2 separate regions of the Mus musculus genome follow, and region 1 is linked to region 2. A link is a contact called in public promoter capture Hi-C data. All regions are on one chromosome and are shown on one strand. The core of a region is the stretch at or near the end of the contact, and the rest is flanking DNA. Distances in the headings are between cores, read along the strand shown.

Region 1 (3,071 bases), core at 138-2,637, 320 kb after region 2:
TCCCGCTTTCCAGAAAACAGTTCTATCCCCAGGACATTGTGAGTTGGATTGCTCCCAACCAATGTATAGAGAAACAAGTCCAAGGCTTAGAAAGACCCTCGGAGACCTCCTCGTGCAAAGCCATAATAAACAGACAGCGAACTAAGCTCAGCAAGAAGGAATGGCTGGCGTAGACGACGGAATGACTAAGCGGGGCGGTTAAGAGCTAACTGCCTGGCTTTATGATCTGGCTCCACTACAAGCAAGAGACCAAGGCATTATCAGCCTCTGCTCTTGTAAATGGGAACAAAATAGCTGTTTCTGCTGGAGTTGATGTGAGGCTTACATGAGAAAATAACCACGGTGCAGTGTTTACAGGGCCATGCCCAGAGAAGTCATTCAATAAACAGCAAGTACAGCCATTGCTGTCACCCAGCATCCGTGCCGGGATTAGTCGTTGGCGTCCCGGGGGCTTCACTGCCAGTCTGGTTTTTCTCGACTCCTCCTGCTGCCATAACTATTCTCCTTAGCCTCTCTCCAGATTCCCCCAGGGAACAAGTCTGGGGAGCTGCTGCTTTTAAACACACCCCCACAGCGGCAGCATTACAGGAACGGTGGTGATGACATAGATCCAGGCTGCCTGTGAGGCTAGAGGATGCCCAGGCTCCTGGTGCTCACATTTCCAGCTTTTCATTGGCATCCTGTGAGACTTTCGACTTTACCCCTAAATCTCTACAATTCTCCCCACCAAGGTGGCAGCTCCCTCCTATGGCACATCGACTGCCTGAGCCCTCTGACAGTAGATTAGGGTGATCTTATCTTTCCTATTAGGAAGTGATTGCAGCTCTTGCTGGGTTCATTAGCAGCTGGAGAACCCCTCCAGATTTATTAGCTCAAACCCCGCTTCCTCTTCACCTCTTCTTCTCAAGCCGCAATAACAGAGACGGCTTTGCCCAGAGCCTTAATTCTTCATGTCCTGTATCCAACCTGCATGTATCTTGTGAAATAAAGATTCCTCCAACCGCCGTCAAGCAAGCTGAAGGGCAGAGAGACTCCATTCCATTCCACTCAGCAACCGAATGAAATATATTTCGTGTGCACCCTATCTAAGCAGGCACACTCAAAGCCCCACAGCAATTGTGGTTACTGGGGAGCCAACAGGTGCTAATACCCACTCTTAGGATCAGTTCTCATCTAAACAGACAAGACAGGGTCCTGGCGTCAACTGATCTTGCAGCATACACAAAAGAGAAGTACAGTAGCAATTAGTAATTCAATAATGTGGCAGAGATTCCTTGCTGACGGCCAAACCTATTTCCCCTTCTGCCTAGGCACTAAACTACATTTCCCAGACATCTTTGCAGGGAGGTGCAGCCATGTAATGAGATCTAGCCAATGGAATTGTAAGAAGTGATCTGTAGGACTTCAAGGCTTGACTCATAAATTACTCTGTGTGTGAACCTCCATGTTTTCCCCTACCCCTGACCTTCATGAGACATATTTATAAGCTAGAAAATGCCTGGGACCCTAAATGACCTTATTTGAGGCTATTTCTATCCCAGCTATCCTTGTCGAACTTCCGGTAAGAAATGTAAGATCTGCCTTCTATATCTGTGGGTTCTGAATCATCGATTCATCCAACAGATGATTGAAAATAGTCAGGGGACATAAGGTCTGGGCTGAGCAAGCGCAGACACTTTCCTTCTCACTGTTCCCTAAATGGTTCCAAATAATAGCTGCTAGCATTTACATTACAGTAGGTATTCATATAGAGACCATTTAAAGTATGTGGGAGAGAATGCCACATCATAAAGGAGGGACTTGAACATCTGCATCTCTATTATCATTATTATTCACAAAGGGCCCTACAACCCATCCCTTGCCACAGTAAGAGACTGCGTGTTTGCCTCTGCATAGTGAAGCTGTGGGATTTGTGAGTTGAATGGCTGTAGTAGTTAGCTCTGCTTAGCAGCTACAATGCCACCAGTAGATATTTTCAAATCCCTTCTAAGAACCTTTAGGGATAGGCGTTACCCCTATACACACCTCACTAATGGGAAAACCAAAGTCCGAAGAGCCCCAGGTCCACACAAGTCCCTGAACACCTCAGAAGCAGGGCTTCTCACCTGTCCTGAACATCCATCGGGGCTTGACTCTCAAACACCAGCTGCTTCCTCTTATTGCAAAGCTTCTTCATTAGAAGGGCCCTACACTACAGCCCTGCGGTCTTGACTCTCCCAATCTGCAAACTCTAACGAGAGAGAAGAAATTTATCTGAGCATTTCACACCCACTGGAGTGGCTCTCACTAAAAGATAAAAATTAAGAAATATTGGCAAGATTGTAGCAAAACTCTACCTCCTGTGCATTGCTATTGGGAATGAAGCATGGTGAAGTCACTCTAGAGAACAGTTTGGTGATGTCCCAATACATTAAAAGGTGATGACTGTCTAGTGAGTTCCCTCGTTAGGTGCATACCCAGGAAGAGTGAAAGCAGAAAGTGGGAGGGACACTCATGTTCATGGGACTATTAGCCACAATACCAAACACCGTGAGCACTCACTATGTGTTAATGCAGGATGTGATGCACATGCACGATGCTATATTATTCAGCTTGAAGAAGGATGAGACTTAAAGACATAATCTACATAAAACAAGCCAGACACAAAAGGATAAATATTGTATGACTTCATTTCCATGAAGCAGGCAGTCATTTTCAGTTGACGGTGTAGAAGTGTGCTTTGTGGCCAGGGCGTGTCTGGGAGGAGGAGGGGATCAGGGTTATAAGAGTAGAGTTTCTGTTTGAGAAGATGGAAAACGTAGACATGGAGGGTGATGATGGTGGCCAGCAATTCGAATAGGCTAATCCCACTGAAAGACACACTAAACTAAACTGGTAAACTTTATGGTGGGTATTTCTATCATAACAGAAAGAGGTTTTTTTTTGTTGTTGTTGAGACAAAGGAAATGAAATTCTGATACATGGTACGATATGGATATACCCAGAAAACATCACCCTGAGTGCACTAAGCCAGACACCAACCAAGACATATTGTTTAAGGTCCCTGAATGAGGAACAAGAAGAGCTGTATT
Region 2 (2,788 bases), core at 81-2,580:
ACATGACTATAAGGGTTTTGTTTGTTTGTTTTGTTTTGTTTTTAAGAAACTTTAGTAATTTGTGTAGACTCAAGTATTTGCAAGCCCCGAGGCAATTAAATATGTTACTTTCTTCAATAAAATGTTTGTATCCCAATTAAAATAGAACAACATAGTTGGAATTTTTTTGTACACTGAATTATTGCATAAAGAAATTTAAGAGTTAGGAAGAAGCCAAGAACTCTGGATTCCTGCTTATTAAAATATTGCTCCCATTTAAACACTTCTCATTAGGAATTGATCATTATTGAATAAATATACATGAAAATCCCCCATACATATATACAAGACGGTTTGTGCTTTTCCTTAGCACTTGATGCTGTTTATCCTTTAAGTTCAATTTAACACTTCTGTAATGTCTCCTCCAACGTGCAACATGATTCAAAGCCAAACAATATTAAATACAGTGAGAAAGCATTGGTTATGGAGGATGCTACATTTGCATAATGTATTGCAATTTCATCTAATGGGAGGATATCTTAGTTCTCCAAATATTTCACAATGGATATTTTATGTTAACAAAACAACAGCTAACCTAGAGGCGATGTGCAAACAGCAGCACGCAACCAAATGTACAGTGAATATAATCTCTCCATTTGTTTTCTCAGTATACAGAATTTGATTGTCGAGTTCTTCCTGGAATGATGGCCCTTTTGTGTTTTTATTTCTATCTATAGACATTGAGATCTGTCCCTCTGCCATGGCAGTGTTTTCTTAGGAGGGAGCCATATTTCAGTGAGCATAATTAAACCATCACCAACAGAACCTTCCATTAGTCAGAGCAGAGAGCTACTGCTCTTGCTTGGTGGATACACATCAGAGGAGTTTGCATTCTGCGTCGGGGGAAAGGCCAGTAAATATTTCATGAGCTCGTCTCGATTGGATTGTTTATTTCACAACATTTAAAAGAGATACTTAATTTTTCTCAGTAGCTATTTTTTGTCATCGAGTTAGAGAAATAGATATTAAGGACAAAATTTGCATGGGACGCCCAAAGCTGGTATTTTCTCGGAGCGAGGCTTACTGTGCGCATAAAAATAAATCTTACGGTGTTCTTTAGAAGATGCCCTTGGCATCTCCTGTGTTTTCTAAAGCTATATTCTGGTAATGTTCTGTAGCTAAGGTGTGGGGAGGCGGGGATTGTAATTTGATTGCTGTGGTTTCATATAATTCAGGTTTCACGCTATATTAAAAATGGACACTAGAGGGTGCTCTTTGATTTTCTTTTTCTCTGGCCTGGCAGCCGATGTCGGTACACCCAAGCCCTGAAAATTTCCCCAGTGTTCTAAGCAGGACAAAATCGCAGTGATGCATGCGGTGCGGAGACACCCTGAGGTTTGGAAGAGAGTCAGAGGGGTTCTAACAGGGGTAGCTTCTTAATTAATTCAGAATTAGTAAGAAGCAATGCTTTGTATCCCAGCCCTGGTGGCTGTTATCTTTTGATAATTACTTAATTCCTTTGGTTGCAAGGAATTTTATTAGATTTCAAGCTCTTGTTAAATGTCAAACGATTCTAAAAATAGTTGGAATATTAGACTATGTTAAATAATTGGTGCTCTTAAGCTCTGCCGTGAGGATTTTGAGTAAAGCACACACCTAGCACTGGTTAAGAAACCAATTATAGAATTCCCAACTGTCACAAATAGCAGCTCCCTGCTCCCCGATGTCTCCCTGGGTACTGAATACCATCAAGGCTGCTTTGTTTTCTCCTTTCTGCCCTTTGCTGACCAGACTCTTTCCCTCTTCCCTGTTTGAGTACAAACAATTATCTTTTCTGTTTGCTGGTTTGCGGTAGGGTCTCACACAGCCTGGAATGGCTTTGAACACCTTAGGTTACAGAACCCAGCTTTGAACTCCTGACTCCCCTGCCTCCACTTCCCAGGGATTAGGACACTAGGGATGTACCTCCATTTCCGGCGTCAGAGGTATCTTAAACTCTCGCGTGGCTATGTTTAACAAGTGTCATTTTCGAACATAAGAAAGAATCTTTGAGGGTCAGCAGGATGGCTCAGTTGGTAAAGGCTGTCAAGCCAATTACTGAATTTGATTCCTGGAACTCCAAAGGTTGAAGAAGAGACTCCATGGGCACAGGTTGTCCTCTGATCCACATGGACAGGTGAGGACACGTGGGCAAGTAAATGAATATAAGACAGAAACCTAAAGAATCTTTCTAGAAAAGTGTATGTTCCCATTTTACAGGGAAGAAAACAAAGGGGGCAGTATTGAGGGCGTTCAAGAGTCACACTTGGGGCAGAGGATTGGAAGAGTCAGGGCTGGATCCTGGTTTTTCTGTCTTTAGAGAAACAGGCTAAAGGGCCTGCCTGTGCTGTCATTTGTGAGGGAGTATTTCTCAACTCAGAGAGACATGCTTGCCTTGAAGACAGCTTGAAAGCCATTGCTGCTGGTTTCCAGTCTCCCTTACAGGCTCAGGGCAGGTTTCCAACTTATGGGGCCTCTGAAAGTTAGTTGATGGCCATGAGACTTGTGCTAGCCAATGGAATGGGAACGGCAACAAGGAGACTTCCAGGCAGAGAAGTGACAGAGGCAGAGCTGTGGGAGGGGCCCGAGCTGCTTGTACTCATTCCTTAAAGCCGCGCACTCAACTGGCGGCATTAAAAAATAGTGACGACACCATCAATCTCCTTTCCAGGAGACCAGCGAACGGCAGAGTCCACAGACATGAACAAGAAGCAAGTCTGTGCGGCTTAAGCCTTCGAGACCTCGGGGTCTCAAACTGTGTCTCCATAGT

The links. Promoter capture Hi-C pulls out the DNA fragments that hold promoters and counts their contacts.
Region 1: a promoter capture Hi-C map of hippocampal neurons shows a contact between it and region 2, with 2.7 times the contacts expected there. The contact joins two enhancer-like sites. A contact is called at or near these places in 1 of 39 promoter capture datasets (hippocampal neurons), 4 of 484 Hi-C or Micro-C datasets (brain, cerebral cortex, cortical neurons and 1 more), 2 of 115 datasets of contacts at active chromatin or transcription factors (double positive thymocytes and embryonic stem cells) and 1 of 9 other capture datasets (embryonic stem cells).

The regions. Positions count from the first base shown.
Region 1 is chr9:42,646,439-42,649,509 of GRCm38.p6, forward strand. The region is part of intron 8 of Grik4 (glutamate receptor, ionotropic, kainate 4); the gene reads right to left. Among named protein-coding and RNA genes, the nearest start is that of Gm36590, 26 kb to the right of the region's middle. Within about 2 kb of position 1,388, at least 7 of the 459 cell types and tissues checked have an H3K27ac peak or open chromatin away from gene starts, as enhancers often do. A contact at or near this core is called in hippocampal neurons, where this site is marked.
Region 2 is chr9:42,325,596-42,328,383 of GRCm38.p6, forward strand. No RefSeq gene overlaps it. Among named protein-coding and RNA genes, the nearest start is that of Gm26272, 9.3 kb to the left of the region's middle. Within about 2 kb of position 1,331, at least 14 of the 459 cell types and tissues checked have an H3K27ac peak or open chromatin away from gene starts, as enhancers often do. A contact at or near this core is called in hippocampal neurons, where this site is marked.